Linked DNA regions of Mus musculus: all the other regions are linked to region 3. A link is a contact called in public HiCAR-type and HiChIP or PLAC-seq data. All regions are on one chromosome and are shown on one strand. The core of a region is the stretch at or near the end of the contact, and the rest is flanking DNA. Distances in the headings are between cores, read along the strand shown.

Region 1 (3,140 bases), core at 388-2,887, 180 kb after region 3:
TAGTATGGCTGATATGTTGTCTTAGTTTCTGTTGCTCTGCCTGTGTGTGTGTGTGTATGTGCGCGTGTGTGTGTGTGTGTGTGTGTGTGTGTGTGTGTATATGTCTGTGTTGATAAAGAAGAGCATATAATCAAAAGTAAATTAATTTTTTAAATTAATTCGTGTTCACAAGTAATCAGTAAATAATAGATCACACCTGTGTTGGAAACATAAAGTATGCTTTACTTTTTTTCTTTTTCTTTTTTTTTTTTATTCTTTTTTTATTAGACATTTTCTTTATTTACATTTCAAATGCTATCCCGAAAGTTCCTATACCCTTCCTCCGCCCTGCTGCCCTACCCACCCACTCCCACTCCTTGGCCCTGGTGTTCCCCTGTACTGGGGCATATAAAGTTTGCATGACCAAAGGACCTCTCTTCCCAATGATGGCCGACTAGGCCATCTTCTGATACATATGCAGCTAGAGACACGAGCTCCGGGGTACTGGTTAGTTCATATTATTGTTCCACCTATAGGGTTGCAGACCCCTTCAGCTCCTTGATGCTTTACTTACTAAGGCAATATTCTATTCTGATGCTTTACTCTCTAATTTCTATAACTAAATCATTGGAGGAAAGCTACCTCTTGAGTCTGGTTCCCCTGCTTGGTGCTTCGGTGCCCCCTGAGTGCTTTTCCCCCATCACACTCAGAATTTGGTCCTGTAACTCTCTATTCTCTTGTTTGTCTCCACCATTCAACCACAAACTCCGGGAAGGAAGTGAACACTTGTCTAGCTCATTGTTTCATGCTTCCACAAAGCGCCTGGCAGGAGTTAGATGCATTAATTGAGAGAGGTAAACACCATTCTAAATATTACACAACACAAGAAAGCTGAAACATTTTGCAACTTGTGAATGTGATGTGGATATATTTAGTATTATCTTAATTGATCAGATCTAATGAGAAAAATTATAGTAAAAAAAAACCCAGAAATTTAAACAAAATGTTATCATCTCAGGCAGTCTGCCAGCTTTACACATTGCCACGTACATCCAGGCGTCTGCTTATTCACCACATTCTTAACATCACAGGCTGCAGGGCACATGATCATGCTTGGTGGTGGGGAATAGGCTTGTATGCACTGGCTACACACAGACTCTCACATTAGTGACAGACACAAAACCTCTACTCAGAACCGAAATGGTTTCACTAAAGTGGTTCTTCAAGGTTGTGAAATATAACCAAAATTCAAGTGCAAATTAAAATATGAGTCTTACTAGAAGGAAAATGCATTTTTCTTCTGCATTAAAAAAAAAAACCTTCCCCTGAATGATATGACCATAATGATTCAATTTCTCCTTCACCAATCAGCATCAGCCCATGAGATTCAGACCTGGCCCATGGAAATTTCAGCCTTAAGTCAAATATTATTTCAAAGTTAATGACAAAATCTATTTTTGCAGTGGTCTTGTTTAAAATATTTCCCCTTAATACTCTTGAAATGCTGTAATTGAAAGCAGTTATTTGAGATGCCAGGGCATGCTTCTTTAATTATGTCCCATGCCATCTGTTTCCAATGGAAGAAGAGTATCTGTTTGCAGTTACCGATCTTATGAAAAACAGGCTTGTCCCGAAATAGATTGGAACTAAAACCAGAACGCATTTCTTTCAGAGGCATCCTTTCAAGCCAATTAACTTTAATCATTATAGAAATGTTTATTTCCCATCTTAGTCTCTCTTCACATGTAAATTCCTTCAGGGGAAAAGATCTCTTTTTGTGACTGTTTGAATAGTTCCAATTTGGATTAATCAGAACCTGCTGGCCTGTTTATGTCCCAATTGTGAATGCTGGCAGCTTTCTTGATGAGGGAGGCACACACTTCCCGCAGAGACAGACCCTGAGGTGCAGTAGATACACACCTACTAGTCAGAATGGGTTGGCAAACCTCCTAGCCCCCGTACACGTCTCAGCACTGTCTTCCAGGGCGAAGAACCATGAAGCCATTTGTTGGGTGGGAGATCAACGATCATAAGCCTCATCACTGAATACCCATTTCCCCAAAGAATTCGCTATCTTCTCAGACCAAACATTACATGCTACTCTCAGGAAATATGCAAGAAGCCTTGGTAGACCTGCAGGACACAGTACCATGGTGTGGGTTATAGGTAACATCAGTCTAATTAAGAGGGTATTATTTAAGGGAAATTTCTACCTGTAGGTAAAATGTTTTATAACAGTTTTTTGAATGACTGTAAATTCATCCATTCCTTCATTCAGTGAAGCAGAATGTAAGCTCCTGGGTATTTTCTTTTTACTGTTTTAGATATTCATGTATCTAAAACTCCAAGAACAATGTCTTAGACATTGTCTCAACCAATGTTTGCTGAAATTTTCACTCCTCTATACACTGGAGAAACATGAACATAAGATATATAAAATCTCTACTTCTACAGACTTTTATTTAACATTATCAATCTTAAAATGGTTTTTAAAATGCTATCTAAAAAGCCACAAGGAATCACACTACTATTTACCTAAAAGAGACAAAAACCCTATAATACTACAATACTACAATACACATAATGATGGTTCTGCCACCAAGAGCCAAAACTTACCTAGCAAAGAAACTCCAATACTAGGCATTAGAAACCATATTTTGAGATGTTGGTCAGATCTGTCCAAGGGACTTACAAAACATGCAGCCTATTGCTGTTGCCCTTGGGTACCCCCAGAGGTGGAAGATAAGTCCCTATTGTTGAAAATGTATTGAACTTCCAAAACAGGACCTAGAGACCCCTAAGCTGAACTGACCTCAATGCTTCATCCTTGGAGTCTAGCTTTCATGGTACCAGAAGGCACCATACAAGCTTCCAAAGGAGGAAGGCAACTAACAGCCCTATCCAGCAATGACAGCTTTTATACCGCACCAATGACCAGAATGGTGTGATAACCTCAAGGGTGCAGTAGTGACACACATGCCCTTTCAGTAATCAACAGCTCTCTAATTGGATTTAAGACTAGCTCAATAAGAGAGAATACGCCTGGTACTGGAAATCTAGCTAACTGCTCGGTGAAGTTGTGGCTATGGAGGAGAATCTACAACCACTAATTTACTAAACCAACATAACCCCTAATGCCAATCTATAAACACTTATTTTTA
Region 2 (3,358 bases), core at 400-2,899, 200 kb before region 3:
CTTGTAGACTGCATCCCCACATTTTGAATAACACTTTCTTTGGCTATTGTTGTTTCATCAGATATAAATCCATTGTTTAAAAAGCTTTGTCTTTGTACTAATTGCTGTTGCAACTCCAGGTTCCTGCTTTGGCATCAGATCCCTTTGGGTGTTGGAACCATGGTGGCTCCACCAGGCAGATATTTGAACATCTGAGTCCAGATGCACCTTTTCCTGGCACAGAGAAGAGAGCATGGACCAGTCATCACCAAGCCAGCTTGCCATTTGTCAGACTGAGGGATTAAGATCCTTTTGGGTTTCTAAACAAGATTATAAAAGTAGTGCCAGTGTTACAAAAATGATTTTAAAAATTCAATGATGTTTTCTCCTAATTAAAATGAATGCTAAGAGGCAGGAGAGGCTGCTAGGTAGTAAAGATCACTGGCTGCTCTCCCAGAGAGGACCCAGGTTCCAATTCTTGCACTGTCATGGCTGCTAACCAGTTTATTCTAGTTTCTAGGGGATGGAATGTCTTTCTCTGGCCTCCACAGGCATTGTAGACTCATGGTGCACAGACTCACATGCAGGGAAACTCCAATACATACAGAATAAAAATAAACAAACAGTTTAAAATTAATTTAAAGAAGTATGTGTATGTGTGTGAGTATGTGTATTTGTGGTTGTCTGTGTTGGGGTGTGCTAACGGTGGCCTGAAGTTGATCTTCAGTATCTTTCTTCATTGCTCACTTCATTTATGAAAGCACAGTCTTATCCTAAATACAGATTTAAGCTTGCTTGCTTGCTAGCCAGCTTTCCTGTGGGTTTCCTGTCTACCTCCCCAGTGCTGGGATTGCAAGCATCCTGCAGCTTGCCCAACTTTTTACATGGTTCCTGGAGACCCAAATTCAGGACCCTACCACTTGTGTAGCAGATCTTTCTCCATTCAGTCGTCATCCCAAGCCCAATTCTGTAACCATTACTAGAAGTAACATAAATTTTCCAAGCCTTAAATTTATCCTCTATAAAGTGATTGTAATATTGAGATTGGTGACAAGGTCATTATTTCCATTATCATTGTGTGGAATGATAAAAATGTCAGCTACTGTTACTGTAATATAAAACAGTGAAGTTAAAATTGATATATGTGTTAGAATAATAGCAGCTATAATAGTATTTTCTTTTTTAACTGACTGATGAGGATGTCTTTAATCACAGCATACAGGAAGATTATAAATTCAATACCATGTTCTTGTCTCAAAAAACAAAACAAAACAAAACAAAACAAAACACAAAAAAAATCCCCCAAAACAAAACAGACAACACAGCCTTAATCTTAGTATTCAGAAAGCAAAGGAATTTGAATCTCTGTGAGTTCGAGGTCAATTTGTTCTACATAGTGAGACTCTATCTCAAAAAAAACCAAAGAACCAAATAAATAAATAAATAAATTACAAAACAAACAAACAAAACACCTTATTGATGAGATGGGAAGATCCTTTAACTAATAATCTGACTCTGCACAGACAAGCAGAGTAGGCAAACTGACAAATTCTCAGTTTCTGAGTAATCACTAACATATTCTTTTAGTTTAAATAAACATTATTAAGAGCATGGGTCACTGTACTGAGTCCAACTTTCTGATTAAAATTTGCTCATACACTAGAAAGTCAGACTTGCTAAGACTTTAGTCAGAACTTTCCCACTAGGGAAAAAACAGTCAAGTAATTAAAGTCTAACCTTATGTGTTAAACAATATTTGCAAGAGTCAAGGATTGCTCATTGTATTCAGAACTAATAAAAATAACCCAGGATACAGAAAGATAACACAGGCATTCTGTATTCTAAGCCAGGGACACTTTTTAAACTCCAAATTTGAAGGTCAAATATAGTTTAGTAAGCTTCTTGTTTCAGTTTTGTTTTTTTTTCTATTCTTTTTCCTTTCTCTTTTGCTTGCTTGCTTGCTTTCTTCCTTCCTTCCTTCCTTCCTTCCTTCCTTCCTTCCTTCCTTCCTTCCTTCCTTTCTCCTTCCTTCCTTCCCTTCCTCCCTCCCTCCTTCCCTCCTTTTTTCTTTCCCTTCCTCCCTGCCTTTCTCCCTCCCTCCCCCTCTCTCTCTTTCTTTCTCTCTCTCTTTCTTTCTTTCTTTCTTTCTTTCTTTCTTTCTTTCTTTCTTTCTTTCTTCCTTCCTTCCTTCCTTCCTTCCTTCCTCCTCCTTTCATTCCTTTTCCCTGTCATCCCTTTATCCTTATCTTCTTCTCTCTGTTTTTTAAACCTGCATATTTCTTGGCTCTTACTATATAAAGCATAGAAAAAATAAGACCAAAAAAACCTAACTGCCAAACTATTCTGAATTAGGTGACTCTCAAGGGTACTTCTTGTCACACAGGAAGTACCAGAGATTTCATGAAATATCCAATACTAATTGTATTTTGCAGACTCTAGAGATTTGCATCTGGATACACATCTGCATTTTCTGGGTGCTGGGCCAAACTGAAACGCTCACTGTATCCATTGCTAATAAACATGTCATCAGATCCTTTGCTCTCACATCTGTTGTGAAAAATGTTATCTTTCCTGGAGTGTATTTATTTTGTCTTTAATAGCAGCTTTCATAGGTTTCAAAATAAAGATTTGCCTTCACTTAAATTCAATAGCATATGCAGGAAAGTGTCTCACAAGAGTGATGAGATAAATTAAAGATGCAGATTGTATCTGAGGTCTTAGGAAATCAGTATAAGGAAAACCAATGACTCTTAGAGAAGCCGTGCCTCTTGTCTCAGCCATTGCCCTTGGAACAACTTGCTTCTTCAAGACAGCCTATGCATCATAGGAATTCAACGGGATGCTTTAAAAATCTATTCTCAATTGTTTCATTACTAAGGCTGTCTTCAGTCAAGCCAATAACTTCCTCTCTCAGGACACCAGGCTCACAGCACACTCCCTTCTGGTTGGGTATTGCCCAGTATACAGGTCCTACCTGGTTCTCATTGATATTTGGGCTCTTAGAAAATTAACTGAGACTTTGCTCAGTAAAATGATTTACAACTATATTTATATATTATCATATAAATGGCAACTACCATTCCGGTCCTGTGAAATTATTTCATAGTCAAGAACATTGATTTCAAAGAAGCATCTATTCTTGCCTCTCCATGTCCGTACTCTCCCTCACTAAAACTCAAACATCTCAAACTATTTAACCCACAAAAAAAAATGTAATTTCTATCTCACACAGGATACAACTTGTTTGTTCAAGACATCCCATGCACCACAGGAATTCAACAGAATGTTTTTAAAATTGCATATAGAGAATATGCATATTAAGACTCACTGTTGTGTAGTTGTGGTAGTTTGGATAAGAATAGCCCCATAGGCTTATATA
Region 3 (3,209 bases), core at 507-3,006:
ATGCTGTCTGGCCTTAGGAAGAGAGAAAGGGTGTCTCCTTTCCCCTAAGGGAGCAGAGAGTTCCAGAGACACCGGTGGAAATATGCCACTTTAACCTGACCATCGAGTCGCTTCCACTCCAGGCACTTTAGGCTCTAGGAGTCTCACCGTTGGCATCTCCGAAAGCACCTCAGGATACTCAAGTCCCCACTCTGTCTGGCCCACCCACGGGCAAGTCCCCAGCGCAAGAACCAGCTCTTCTGGCTTAGATGCCCTCCGGCAGACAAACCTTCGCGGCTCAGAGCCTGAGCTGCCGAGCAGGGGCGACCAGAGCACTTTGGCGGGGCTGGGGGCTGCCGGTCGGGGGCACGGCACGAGTGGCTGGAGCGAGGCGAGGGGTGGAAAAAGGAGGGGGCGGCGGGTGGACTAATGATGAAAAAGTCTCCTCCATCCTGGCTCCTTAATTAAATGCATGGAAAGAACCGAGGCGCGCACATCTGGTTTCAATCTACAGCCCTTTGATGGCATCAAATGTTCTTTTCCCAGATCAGGGCTGGAAGTTCTGGGCTAACTATGGCCGTTTGGAGCACAGAAACCATTTATACACACTGGGACCCTTCCTTCTTTTCAATTCAATCTCATAGCTACAGGAGAAGGGGAAATCTAGCAATCAGGGGAGCGAGGGGAAACGTATGTATGTGTGTGTTTAAAGAACATAAAACGCCACAAATAAGCACATACTATTTTACTTACTGGCCATATAGTAACTCATTCCTAATGAGACTATTAAAGCTGTTACCAGATTCCAACAGGTCATGAAAACACCGTCCAGCACCGCTCTGCCCTCTGTCAAGCCTGGTCATAGACTTCGACCTTCCTCAGTCTCTGTGTTTGCCAGGGCCTCACCGAACTGGATACAGATTAGCACAGAGCCCACCCCACCCCCAGCTCCTCCTGCTCCCCCCAACTTCTTCAGCCCCAGTGTTCCTGTCTGCTCTGATCTGGGGCAGCCTCGGCTACGAGCAAGAAATTAGAACATTGGCAAAGGTAGGGGAATTATCAGGACGGACTTTCTTCTGGTTTAATGAATATGTAAATTTTCTACTGTCTGAAGCCTGGGGATTTCTGGTGGCAGCGAAAGTCTCGAATCCATTCGAAGCTGAAGACTTCTGGATCTGCCCAAGCCGTCTTTAGATCGTAGAGAGCCTCCCGTTATTATCGCTCTTGTTATTTTATTACATTATTTAATAGGCTGTCTCTACAGAGCCAAACGAGCTTTAATAGGCTTGCTCTTTTTTGCCGTTCAGTCTCAGACTCTCCCTGCGCTCTCCGCCAAAACAAAGCTGCAGGAAAAGTTACTGGGGGGCGGTGCAGCCGCAGATTTGACTGTTATAGATGTGCATCTTTTCCCTGTTCCTTTTTCTTTTTTCTTTTCCTAACAAGTTTGCCCTCAGCTGTTATCAAAACATGCAAATGAGATATTCCAAGAGGATCTCAAACAAATCCGGAGGAGTTAATGCTGAAACAAAATAATCAGCCCCGTTTTAAAGTGACTGCGGGTTTCGGGCACTTTTCTCTCTGTGATACTACTGCAAGGGAATGATAATTAGACCTTTATTTTAAAAATCCAAAGGGGCTCTCTCCTTAGCTTCCCTCCCTTTTCCCTCCCTCCCTCCTTCCTCCCTCCCTCCTCCTCTCTTGCTCCCTCCCTCTCCCTTTCTCTCTGGCTCTGATGTTGGCAAAGGGGTTTTCTTAATCAGACTGTTTTTTCGGTCCGAGGAAAAGGAGGTAGGAGATTGTGATGGAGAAAGGGGGTCTGTAAAACGTCAGGCGCCGCACAAAGGCTTTGCCACGTAATTACAGGCTCCTATTAAGTGGAGATCTGCCCTCCCAGGGGTCTCCAATTTTCTTGTATTCCCTACAAAGCCTCCTCTCCATGCCAGCCTGTGCCTTTTGAAGTGCCAGAGAGCTTCTTGATCCAACTGAGAAGGGAAAAGGAGCTCCGCACGGAGAAGGGGGAGAGAGCGGAGGGAAGGGGGACCGCCACCCTTCTGCAGACTCTTGAAGCCCCGCTTCTTTATTTCTTATTTTTTTTTCCTCCTTACGAAGAGTAAAGTGAGAATCCTGCTCTCTAATACATCTGCAAGACATCACTCTCCTGAAATTCTAGTCACTCCCGAGAATCCACAGGAGTGCAGAGAGGGGGAACGCGCTTTCTTGAAGACATTTTAAAGCTGGAACAAGCCTTCTTCTGTTGGCGCTTGAACTCTTGCCGGGGGAATAACTTTTTTTAACCTCTTTCTCTAATTTTTTTAAAGCCACTTTGATTCTTCTCTCCACCCCTTCTTCTCTCTTCTGTTTGCCTAACTCCCCCGCCCCGCTGGCCTCCCCTTTCCTCGCTCCCCCTTATTATTATTTTTAGTGTCTGCGAGTGGACGCTTTTTAAGAGTTGAAAGGGATATTTTTTTTCTTTTTGATCTAAGCATAGGTTGTTTGTTTTGTTTTTATTTTTGAACTTTTTGGTGTGGATTATCTCTCTGGACCGCGCTGGACTTGGCTTTAGCGAAGTAACCGAGGCTGCAGGGAAAGTTACTTGTCCCGAAAGTTCTACACTTCAGAAGGGGTCCCACCCTCTGTTTCTCTCTCTCTCTCTCTCTCTCTCTCTCTCTCTCTCTCTCTCTCCACTCCCCCCTCTTTCTTCCCCACTCGGCTCCTCTCCCCCCTCACGCCCACAGCGTTTGGTGTTGATTCGAGCGGGAAGAGGGGGGTGGGTGGGATTGGAGGGGAGACCATGACCTCCAGCTACGGGCACGTTCTGGAGCGGCAACCGGCGCTGGGCGGCCGCTTGGACAGCCCGGGCAACCTCGACACCCTGCAGGCGAAAAAGAACTTCTCCGTCAGTCACCTGCTAGACCTGGAGGAGGCCGGGGACATGGTGGCGGCACAAGCAGACGAAAGTGTGGGCGAGGCGGGCCGGAGCCTGCTGGAGTCACCGGGACTGACCAGTGGCAGCGACACCCCTCAGCAGGACAGTGAGTGAGGGCGCGTGCTCCGGGGAGTGTGCGCTGGGGACACAGGGTGGAGGCCCGGGGAGGGCGGCGGGAGCGTGTTCCAGGCTTCGGTTTCGGGGAGACAAGGCGTTAAGAAGTTAGGAGTCCTGGGAAAAGTGGCTGGTTGCTGATCGCAGAAAGACCGATGAGAAAAAGAGGGCTCCCCCAATGCTGTAAGCC
Region 4 (3,236 bases), core at 404-2,903, 130 kb before region 3:
CCAGCTGCACCTGGGAACCAATGCACAGACCCATAACAAGGCATTATGTGGAGAGTCTAATTGGAGGTCTTCATCAAACTCCTCTCCCCAGAGCTCAGGGAAACCTGGGTAAAAGGGGACAGGAAGAGTGTAAGAGTCAGAGGGTGTGAAGGACACTAGGAGAACAAGGCCCTCTGTTTCAACAAAGCAAGGTGTATATATGAGCTCACAGAGGCTGAAACAGCAAGTACAGATCCTACATGGGTCTACACCAGATCCTCTGCGTATATATTATGGCTATCCTAGTACTTAGGGGACTCCTGAATGTGAGAAGGAATGGCTCTCTGACTCTTGTGCCCCCTCCTGGGACTCGTTTTCTTTTGTTGGGTTCTGTTACCAACTTGCATAGGATAGTTGTGCTTCGTCTTATAATTTGTTTATTTTGTCATATTTGGTTGTTGTATCTTAGAAATATGAATTGTTTTGGAATGAAAGACAAAAAAAAGGAGTGGAGCTAGAGAGGAGGGGAGATGAGGGAGGAGCTGGGGGGAGTAGAGGAAGGGAAACTATAATCAGGATGTATTATAGGAGAAAAGATCTATTTTGAATAAAAGAATAAAAGGAAAACTGTTAAAATTATTGGCTACAACATACAAGTATATGAGGAAAAATAATCAATAGATTGACAGATGAAATTTCAGTAGCATGAGATTAGGGTGTGCCACACAGACTTCATTAGAATGACCATCCCTTTGATTACATTCTTCCCTGCATAGAATGTTGCTAATTCTGATTTTTTTGCATCTCAAAGTTCAACTCATCTTTAAATCATCCTGTGAATCATTGTTTTTCCTGTGTTCTTTCTATTAAAGGACAGCAAAATGTATTAAGCTCATACAACCCTATCAGAAAATGAAGGACAATCTGTTAAATACATGTCCATCAGTCACTTTAAGATCTTAGGCCATTTAATCCAAACCTACAATGGGAGCCTATTCCAGTGACAAATGTCAAAACAGGTCTGAGAATATTAGTAAACCACCCTTCCCCCCATACCAAGCATTGTATAATAGGAGGTAGAGATGCAAACTCAGATCTCAGATTCTAAAGATTTCTTTGCCAGCTAAACCCTGTCATACTTGGTGGAACATCTGCCAGTTTTCATTAGCGTTCAAACTTCTGAAATCGCCTAGTGTGACACTTCTGATTTACAAACGAGGAAAAGAAAACAGGAAAGGTTAACGGCTTTGTAAACTAGTTTGTTAATGTCAGTGGGGCTGCATAGAGGTCTATAAGAACACGTATGTTTGTAATTAGGGCAAAGGATGTAAGGTCAGCTTGCTATTTTACACCTTTAAAATAGAACTTGGAATTAACAAGATAATTGATAGTCTTTGAAATTAGAATTCTGGCACATACCTCAGATAGGGGAGACTCAATAATGGGTAGCAAAACCATCTGAGAACGATGACCGTTTATGAAAAGTAATGACTGCCCATGACATTTATATGCATACGTTATTGTCATTAGTGCTTTGCCAACCATCTTCTTCCTCTAAAAACAAAATGAGTTTTTGGCATTGTGATACAAAGACCACGTGCCTGACAATAAAACCAGGAGACTTCCAGAGCTCACTTACTTGTCTCCTCCCTCCAGTATCTGGCTCCCATCCCACAGCCTCTACCACACTGGCTCAGGAAGTAGGCAATTTCCTGCCCTGGCTGAGCCGGATATTAAGGCTTCTTTGTTCCTTATCTCTGAGAAATAACACCTCTCTGTAACACTCCGAAGGTGGACTGGCTTGTGCACAAAGTCACCTAAGTGACTCTCTGCTATTCTTTAGCCTTAGTGTCCCCTGAGGCTCAGCAATTCACCCACCCACAGTCTGATTATAATAAGCTATGGGGTAATACACAGCCTACTGGTTTATTATTGTTTATAGAGTGTCATATATTAGAATAAAGAAGTCTTTTCCTCCCAGCGAACTAAAATGGTAGAGGAACTTCTTCTCTGCCTTCTCACTAATTTGGCCAAAAACACACATATTTTTAGGTCAAGTTATATTTGCAGAATTCATCTTTTTTTTTTTCACAGAGCCTCATAAATGCATTCATTCATATCAGTGCAGATTGAGCTGAAATATGTAGACTGTGTAACATGGGCAACTTGTTCTCTTTGGGGGCAGTACATGGAGAGATAACAACTGCTGACAACTTCATGCTCCATCCCACTCTACGGAAACGCATGACTTATCGATCTGTACCCTAGGCCTTGTTCTCTGCTTGACTGACGGCTGGTAATCACATCTGCACATCGACAGCCTGTCCAGCAGCAGGTTTCTTCCATTTGGTTGGAATTTTCTTAATGCAATATTTCTATTCAACACTTCAAAGCCTTCTCAAAACAGCTCCCTTTCCGTGTAATGCATGCCCTGCATTCCAGCTTCTTCTGTTTGGAACTCTGATACCAAGGCAAGCTGAAAAACAGCAACTATGATGACCAAGAATAGAAAATAAAATTTGGAAGTAAGAAAGAAAAACTGTAGGGAACACAGTCTGCCCTTCTTCATTAGCAAGGTTAAAGAAGTCAAAATATTCCAGACTTAAAAATTCTCGGAGATCATTTCATCTTGACAGCTCATTCCAAATATGTGGAGACTATGCTTGGGGTGATGAACAGGGAGGAAGAATGTTACAGGTTAGTGAAATAATAATTACATAGACAAAGGTTACAAACGGTACTGTGGACAGAAGTCTATGAACTCACCAGGAAGCAATAGGACAGAGTTTAATAAGTGGAATTTTAAAAAGAAAAAAATTGAAAAGCAAAACACACACATACACAAACATACACACAAAACCAAAATGATAAAACAATAAAATATAAGTAACCTAGAAATTTGCAAGTTGAGAATCAACCTCTCACTCCCCTAAGAGTTTCGACATTGAATCACAAACATAAGAATCGGAAAGGTACTTACAGTCCCAACTCTTCTTTCCTTCACACATGTCAAGTATTTTTTGTATTTATTGTATTTTAACGTATTTAAAGTATGTAACCTCCATATCATCTGGCACTGCTGGAATGATTACAGAAAGCACACATTAAAAACTATCTGTTGGATAAATGAGGTCATTCGAATTAACTTTCACATTAAAAAGACACTTTTTAAAGCTCTTGAATAAACATCCTCAGTGACTATGTCTGGCTGATGGCAAGGTTTCCCAGGCCCCAGACCAGACCATGAAGAAGAACCA
Region 5 (3,048 bases), core at 141-2,640, 250 kb before region 3:
TATCTTCCCAGCTGCTGTGTGTTGCCTTCTGCTGTGATTTATGTTGTAAGATAACCCTGGTGAGATAATGCAGGGTTTGGCTTGTCTGGAGTGAGTCACATCTGGGGCCCTGCCCTTGAGAGCGTTATTTAATCTTTGAGCATTTCCTTCACTGGAAAGTGGAAGTAATAATGTTATTGTGAGGACTCATTGAACTGATAAATGAACATAATCCAAAATAATACTCTGGTGTGTGGTAGCTATGTTGATAATTCACCATGACTTAAAATTTTTATCACTTAGAGTTTGAAGTTTTCTTGTTCCTTTTTGGAGTTCAGTCTGTGGCCTTATCCTAATCTTGTGTGTTGCAAAACTTTTAAAAGTGAATCACAGGGCCACTTGCATTAGTGTTCTGACTGCTTGTCCAAAGGATCATTCCTGGCCAGTTGACCATGAGCTCCGGAAAACACTGGAGTTTTAAGACAATGAGAAGCACCAGATATCTGTTAATGAAATAAATAAACAGAGAGATATCAATCAACATGATGGAAAGAAAATATCAGCAGTAAGTTCAGCTTCAAAGGCCTCTAATCTTACTGGTCAGCAAAAGACTTTCATTGCCCAAATAGCTCTTGTCCAATTGATCCTTTAGTCCATGCCCTCAGACAACAAGACATAACATTTTGGACTTAACACTGTTTAATTAAAACTTCCTATGTTTTAAATCTTTGATTTTTTTGTGTCCTAGTTAAAACTTCAATGCTGAAGTGACTCTCTAGCTAGAGCCAGGTTTTGTCAACCTCTGAAATTCCTGGGAATGTTGGAGCCCAGCTGGGCACATAAGGGTCAGATCTGGCTGTAAGCATCACTTGAGGCCAACCTGAGACAACACTAGTGAAGGCGACTAGGAAACAAATATTGCTACAACTGATTTTTTAAGATGTCAAGAGAATTTAAATTGAGATAAAAATCTCTTTGTTCTTAGCATTCTCAGCATGAGAGGTGGCAGAGATCTTGAATCACAGGGACTATATGAATTGTACACACATATATTTTGCATTTATCCATGCCATTTTGTTTCGTTTTAAGGGCCATTTTAAAAAGTGTCCTTAAATAAAATATTATTTTCCTATAAATATGTCATAACAGCTCATCACAAGAACAGTATCCCTTTAAAAATAAAAGGGAGGGAAGGCACTGTAACGGTGTGGGCAGCACAGTTACAAATTGAATTCGCCTGGAGAGGTTGTTCTCCAGGTCAGAGGAATGTAAGCAACTCATTTCTAGTGAATGAAAAAGAAAGTCAACAGAAAGAGAGAATTCTTCTGCAACATAAAAGGAGAGGTTACAGTGCAAAACCCTGACTCCACCAGCGTCCATGGCATGTCTGGGTGAAGAGTCACACTCCCTGGGTAATTTCCATACCAAACATGCAACATTTTACAAGCCACAGCAAGGCTGGCAAGGGTAAGGCCAACCAACCAAGTGCAGGCCACTTTAAATTCTCCACCAGAAAATAGAGATGAGCACAGCTTCAAACTGAACGCTTTTTAAAAATAGAAAACCGCATATTTTACATTTCTGGTTGAATTAAATAATAAGGGGAGGAGAAACTGTTCACTGTACTGAATAGAATTGACCAGAAGGCAAAACTACAATGGTTTTTTTTGTTTTTGGTTTTTGGTTTTTTTTTTTAAATATCCAGAGCTAAAGTTCTTCCTCGGTCTCAGACTCTGAACTGTGGTGTGATTTTGACATTTTAGGCTTTAATTTCTTTGCTTTTAAATTGCAAAAGAGCTCAGGCCTGTTTTAAACAGTGGCTGTGAGGGTCACATGCTACAGTGACTTGGAAAACCTACTCAGAGCTAGTTATGCTCCAATACTTGCGCCAGCTTGGACACACAGGCTGTCACTTTTACTGGGATAAGTAACCCACGCTTATGACAATGATAATAACAGCAACAATAATAGTGAAAATATGGGAAATTAGGTTCTGTGGCGCTGGCAGAGAACTTAAAGCCAATATGGAAACCGAGGAATGTGTGAGTATTGCCAATTAAGCAGTAGGGAGTGTTTGATATCTGCTTGCTGGATATATCTTAAAGGAGATGGCACTTTGAGGCAAGTCTCATGTCAAGGAGAGGCTTCTGTGCCAGCAATAAATTAGAGTGCCATTACGCATTCAGATGCTAGAGCCAAAGACAACACATTTATCTGACTTCTTGTGTTAGGAATTAGGCTCGCGTGTTAACTCCTTTTTCTCCAAGGACTACAACACACCCAGTATGAAAATTTACATTTACACAGATGATACTGTGACAATAAGGGACCGGATGATGTTATTTTTCATTTACTGTTGGGTAAAGGAGGATCCAAAAAGCTAAACTTCTTTTTTTTTTTTTCTTCACAAATTCATACAACTGAACTGAATGCCCATTCTCTTAAGAGCCTTTCAGCTCTGCCCCTGTAAACCCACCTCCTTCACCTAGGCTTGAATGCACAGTAGCTGAGCTTCCTCCTCATTTCCTTTTCAAGAGTAATAATTCATACATTTAAACCAGACCCATGCTCTATTCTATCTCTGTCTCCCTGGGTGTGGGTTAGGGTGTTTTTCTTTTAGACTTCTAAGCAAATGTGTTGCAGGTGTGAGACGCATGCTGCGCAGTCCACTAGGCAGAGCCTTCAGGAGGCTCTGGGGAGCCACACCTTTGGGATTCTATTACAAGCAGGTGAACCAAGCTGTGATCAAATAGGAGATCTGAGGGAAAGGGGCCTGCGTTCCAGGAAGCAGCCTCAGTACCCAAGCAGGATGCCTCTCTGTGGGTGAAGGAAACTTGACCATCAGATCGATGGCTGTGCAGAGACCAAGCCCAGTCGGCGGGGATATTTTCTATATTAAGAATGCGTATTGGCATTTGAGGTGATGCACAACCAAGATGAAGCATTGAGGTTGAAGAATCATCTCGGTGGATTTTTGATAGAAAGACCATTTGTTTTAAATCACTGGACAAACAGAAAACCAGAGACTATAAGGAAATGATGATCCTCTATCAACAGAATATGTGGAAC
Region 6 (2,935 bases), core at 28-2,527, 150 kb before region 3:
CACCAGTAGAGGGGTCAGATGTCATTACAGATGGTTGTAAGCCACCATGTGGTTGCTGGGATTTGAACTCAGGACCTTCATAAGAACAGTCAGTGCTCTTAACTGCTGAGCCATCTCTCCAGCCTGAAGCTTTTATTTTGAAGGAACTTTGAGTACAGTTTTCCAGAAATTGCGAGTACTTCTGAGTAAAACTGAAACCCCGTTTATTTGTTATCTTCCCACTTCTGCAAGATAACTCCACCAAATTTGTCTCCTTCAATGTCAGTTGTATCTAGGAACTACCCAAGTTTTTTATTTTAATAATAATCTTGATACAAAAAAATTCAGTGTTTACATTGAATAAAAGATGCATTGCCACTATTTAGAAATTTAGACAATTTTCACCACTCTATTCTATCTTGTCTTTTCATAAAAAGCTCAATGATCAAGTGCCCTATGGAGAGTCTTGAGCCAAGTGTTTAGGAGTTAGTGGAAAGATGGAAGGATTGAGGCAAGACTTCGTGGTGTCATGGTCTCACTGAGGAAGCCTAAGCAGTTTCCCATCTTAACTCCCTCCCAATGCTGGCATTACAGCCTGGGCCACTGTGTCCAGCTCACTATCTCACTGTTGAGGAAATATTGTATGAAATTAAAGTGTGTGTTTACTTGTGTTTCCTTGTTTGAGATAAAAATAAAATTGATTCGGTTCCTCAAGTCTAAAGAAGACTATTTATTCCCTCCTCCCTGGCCTTGAGAAGTGGGGAGCAGGTCAGGTGATCTTTGCTGAACTGTTTTAGCTGTGAGGTTCCATGTCATTAAGACAAGTGAAAGATCCTGCTTCCTAGGCACGCCGGTCCCCATGATGCTCAGCCTAATTTAGAAGAGGGACCTCGAAAACTGTTGGTTTTAAGAGTTGGTGAGACAGTCTCTCGACGACAAGCTTCAATATCTAAAGTAGACATGGCTTCCAATGAGCAGGACGGCAGCTCCACTTCTAATAAGTTAATCCAATGGTTTTTGTCATGAGCAAAACAAGAAATCATGTTTTTAATCACGCTAAAAGGTCTCTGCATCTTGTTAACATCTGGAGTTCAATCACTTCTGTGCTAAAAACCGGGGAATGCTTCAGCAGGGCATAAATCTTGCCCCTTGTCGTCCATGTGATCCAGATGCCGATGGAGAATTAACGTTCGTTTGTAACACATCTGGTGTCGGCAGCTTTGAGCAAACTCTAATAGAAAGAGTGCGGAACTAACGTGGCATTACACCTTCCCTCAGGCCAGAGGTTCTAGACCGAAGGTAAAAGCCTGCAGGTGTCCCCTGAGGGTTAGCAATAAACTGCATTAATCAGCCCTGGCACTGTGGTAAGTGTGGGGTGTTTTACATTTTCCACCGAAACTTCACAACCCAGTAAGTCTACATTCCAACTGTCGGCGCTTGACAACTCTTTAGCTCGGCCACCATCTTGAAACACAGAGCACAAAAAGAGCCAGATTCACACTGGCCAGAGTTTGAACTATGCCACAAGATGTGGAAAAAGCAAATAACAATGCTCACCTGTTAATGTAAGTATAAGGAATGGTTTAGCATCATCGGCGAGAGACTGCAGGCGAGGCAGAGTTGATCTTAAATCCCAGCAGAGGTGTGAGCATATAGAGGTCTCCAATAGCTGAAGGTAGTTTCTCACAAAGGTCGTGAGAGAACCAAATCACATGGGTGTTTTGTTTGTTTTTGTAATAAAAGATCAAGCCCAGATTTCTTAGAATAATATTCCGATTCATTTTTCTTTTTTTTTTTCTTTCCATTTTTATTAGGTATTTAGCTCATTTACATTTCCAATGCTATACCAAAAGTCCCCCATACCCACCCACCCCCACTCCCCTACCCGCCCACTCCCCCCTTTTGGGCCCTGGCGTTCCCCTGTTCTGGGGCATATAAAGTTTGTGTGTCAAATGGGCCTCTCTTTCCAGTGATGGCCGACTAGGCCATCTTTTGATACATATGCAGCTAGAGTCAAGAGCTCCGGGGTACTGGTTAGTTCATAATGTTGATCCAGCTATAGGGTTGCAGATCCCTTTAGCTCCTTGGGTACTTTCTCTAGCTCCTCCATTGGGAGCCCTGTGATCCATCCATTAGCTGACTGTGGGCATCCACTTCTGTGTTTGCTAGGCCCCGGCATAGTCTCACAAGAGACAGCTACATCTGGGTCCTTTCGATAAAATCTTGCTAGTGTATGCAATGGTGTCAGCGTTTGGATGCTGATTATGGGGTGGATCCCTGGATAAGGCAGTCTCTACATGGTCCATCCTTTCATCTCAGCTCCAAACTTTGTCTCTGTAACTCCTTCCAAGGGTGTTTTGTTCCCACTTCTAAGGAGGGGCATAGTGTCCACACTTCAGTCTTCATTTTTCTTGAGTTTCATGTGTTTAGGAAATTGTATCTTATATCTTGGGTATCCTAGGTTTTGGGCTAATATCCACTTATCAGTGAGTACATATTGTGTGAGTTCCTTTGTGAATGTGTTACCTCATTCAGGATGATGCCCTCCAGGTCCATCCATTTGGCTAGGAATTTCATAAATTCATTCTTTTTAATAGCTGAGTAGTACTCCATTGTGTAAATGTACCACATTTTCTGTATCCATTCCTCTGTTGAGGGGCATCTGGGTTCTTTCCAGCTTCTGGCTATTATAAATAAGGCTGCTATGAACATAGTGGAGCATGTGTCCTTCTTACCAGTTGGGGCATCTTCTGGATATATGCCCAGGAGAGGTATTGCTGGATCCTCCGGTAGTACTATGTCCAATTTTCTGATGAACCGCCAGACGGATTTCCAGAGTGGTTGTACAAGCCTGCAATCCCACCAACAATGGAGGAGTGTTCCATTATATAAACAAACTCAAAGACAAAAACCACATGATCATCTCGTTAGATGCAGAAAAAGCATTTGACAAGAT

What was found. HiCAR-type assays count read pairs that join an accessible place to other places. HiChIP or PLAC-seq counts read pairs in DNA pulled down with a chosen protein or histone mark.
Region 1: a contact with region 3 is called in an H3K4me3 HiChIP or PLAC-seq map of craniofacial prominence, with 2.6 times the contacts expected there. The contact joins the enhancer-like site here to the promoter of Prrx1 in region 3. A contact is called at or near these places in 5 of 39 promoter capture datasets (the 3T3-L1 cell line, 3T3-L1-derived adipocytes, embryonic stem cells and 2 more), 10 of 484 Hi-C or Micro-C datasets (brain, cerebral cortex, embryonic fibroblasts and 4 more), 7 of 115 datasets of contacts at active chromatin or transcription factors (craniofacial prominence, embryonic limb bud, embryonic stem cells and 1 more) and 1 of 9 other capture datasets (adipose tissue).
Region 2: a contact with region 3 is called in a HiCAR-type map of fibro-adipogenic progenitors, with 4 times the contacts expected there. The contact joins the enhancer-like site here to the promoter of Prrx1 in region 3. A contact is called at or near these places in 7 of 39 promoter capture datasets (the 3T3-L1 cell line, the HPC-7 cell line, frontonasal cranial neural crest and 3 more), 1 of 15 datasets of contacts at CTCF or cohesin (the NIH/3T3 cell line), 5 of 484 Hi-C or Micro-C datasets (the C2C12 cell line, adipose-derived mesenchymal stem cells, embryonic fibroblasts and 2 more), 5 of 115 datasets of contacts at active chromatin or transcription factors (the NIH/3T3 cell line, craniofacial prominence, embryonic fibroblasts and 2 more) and 3 of 9 other capture datasets (adipose tissue, liver and macrophages).
Region 4: an H3K4me3 HiChIP or PLAC-seq map of embryonic limb bud shows a contact between it and region 3, with 2.3 times the contacts expected there. The contact joins the enhancer-like site here to the promoter of Prrx1 in region 3. A contact is called at or near these places in 1 of 39 promoter capture datasets (liver), 3 of 484 Hi-C or Micro-C datasets (embryonic fibroblasts and uterus), 2 of 115 datasets of contacts at active chromatin or transcription factors (craniofacial prominence and embryonic limb bud) and 1 of 9 other capture datasets (adipose tissue).
Region 5: an H3K27ac HiChIP or PLAC-seq map of embryonic fibroblasts shows a contact between it and region 3, with 19 read pairs. The contact joins the enhancer-like site here to the promoter of Prrx1 in region 3. A contact is called at or near these places in 8 of 39 promoter capture datasets (3T3-L1-derived adipocytes, the HPC-7 cell line, embryonic stem cells and 5 more), 2 of 15 datasets of contacts at CTCF or cohesin (both in the NIH/3T3 cell line), 24 of 484 Hi-C or Micro-C datasets (the C2C12 cell line, the MC3T3-E1 cell line, adipose-derived mesenchymal stem cells and 11 more), 7 of 115 datasets of contacts at active chromatin or transcription factors (the NIH/3T3 cell line, craniofacial prominence, embryonic fibroblasts and 4 more) and 3 of 9 other capture datasets (adipose tissue, embryonic tail and embryonic trunk).
Region 6: a contact with region 3 is called in an H3K4me3 HiChIP or PLAC-seq map of embryonic limb bud, with 3 times the contacts expected there. The contact joins the enhancer-like site here to the promoter of Prrx1 in region 3. A contact is called at or near these places in 1 of 39 promoter capture datasets (hematopoietic stem and progenitor cells), 1 of 484 Hi-C or Micro-C datasets (uterus), 2 of 115 datasets of contacts at active chromatin or transcription factors (craniofacial prominence and embryonic limb bud) and 2 of 9 other capture datasets (adipose tissue and embryonic tail).

What each region holds. Positions count from the first base shown.
Region 1 is chr1:163,128,113-163,131,252 of GRCm38.p6, reverse strand. No RefSeq gene overlaps it. Among named protein-coding and RNA genes, the nearest start is that of Gm22434, 11 kb to the right of the region's middle. Within about 2 kb of position 1,637, at least 19 of the 459 cell types and tissues checked have an H3K27ac peak or open chromatin away from gene starts, as enhancers often do. A contact at or near this core is called in craniofacial prominence and second pharyngeal arch cranial neural crest, where this site is marked.
Region 2 is chr1:163,511,307-163,514,664 of GRCm38.p6, reverse strand. No RefSeq gene overlaps it. Among named protein-coding and RNA genes, the nearest start is that of Gm39689, 66 kb to the left of the region's middle. Within about 2 kb of position 1,649, at least 16 of the 459 cell types and tissues checked have an H3K27ac peak or open chromatin away from gene starts, as enhancers often do. A contact at or near this core is called in the C2C12 cell line, the NIH/3T3 cell line and fibro-adipogenic progenitors, where this site is marked.
Region 3 is chr1:163,312,197-163,315,405 of GRCm38.p6, reverse strand. It overlaps Prrx1 (paired related homeobox 1), which reads left to right and starts at 1,756. Exons shown (of 4, transcript NM_011127.2): 1 at 1,756-3,011. The coding sequence starts at 2,771.
Region 4 is chr1:163,442,523-163,445,758 of GRCm38.p6, reverse strand. No RefSeq gene overlaps it. Among named protein-coding and RNA genes, the nearest start is that of Gorab, 40 kb to the right of the region's middle. Within about 2 kb of position 1,653, at least 49 of the 459 cell types and tissues checked have an H3K27ac peak or open chromatin away from gene starts, as enhancers often do. A contact at or near this core is called in craniofacial prominence and embryonic limb bud, where this site is marked.
Region 5 is chr1:163,559,538-163,562,585 of GRCm38.p6, reverse strand. All of the region lies in intron 1 of Gm32333 (a long non-coding RNA gene), which reads left to right. Among named protein-coding and RNA genes, the nearest start is that of Gm39689, 18 kb to the left of the region's middle. Within about 2 kb of position 1,390, at least 61 of the 459 cell types and tissues checked have an H3K27ac peak or open chromatin away from gene starts, as enhancers often do. A contact at or near this core is called in 3T3-L1-derived adipocytes, the C2C12 cell line, the NIH/3T3 cell line and 9 more, where this site is marked.
Region 6 is chr1:163,459,678-163,462,612 of GRCm38.p6, reverse strand. No RefSeq gene overlaps it. Among named protein-coding and RNA genes, the nearest start is that of Gorab, 57 kb to the right of the region's middle. Within about 2 kb of position 1,277, at least 3 of the 459 cell types and tissues checked have an H3K27ac peak or open chromatin away from gene starts, as enhancers often do. A contact at or near this core is called in embryonic limb bud, where this site is marked.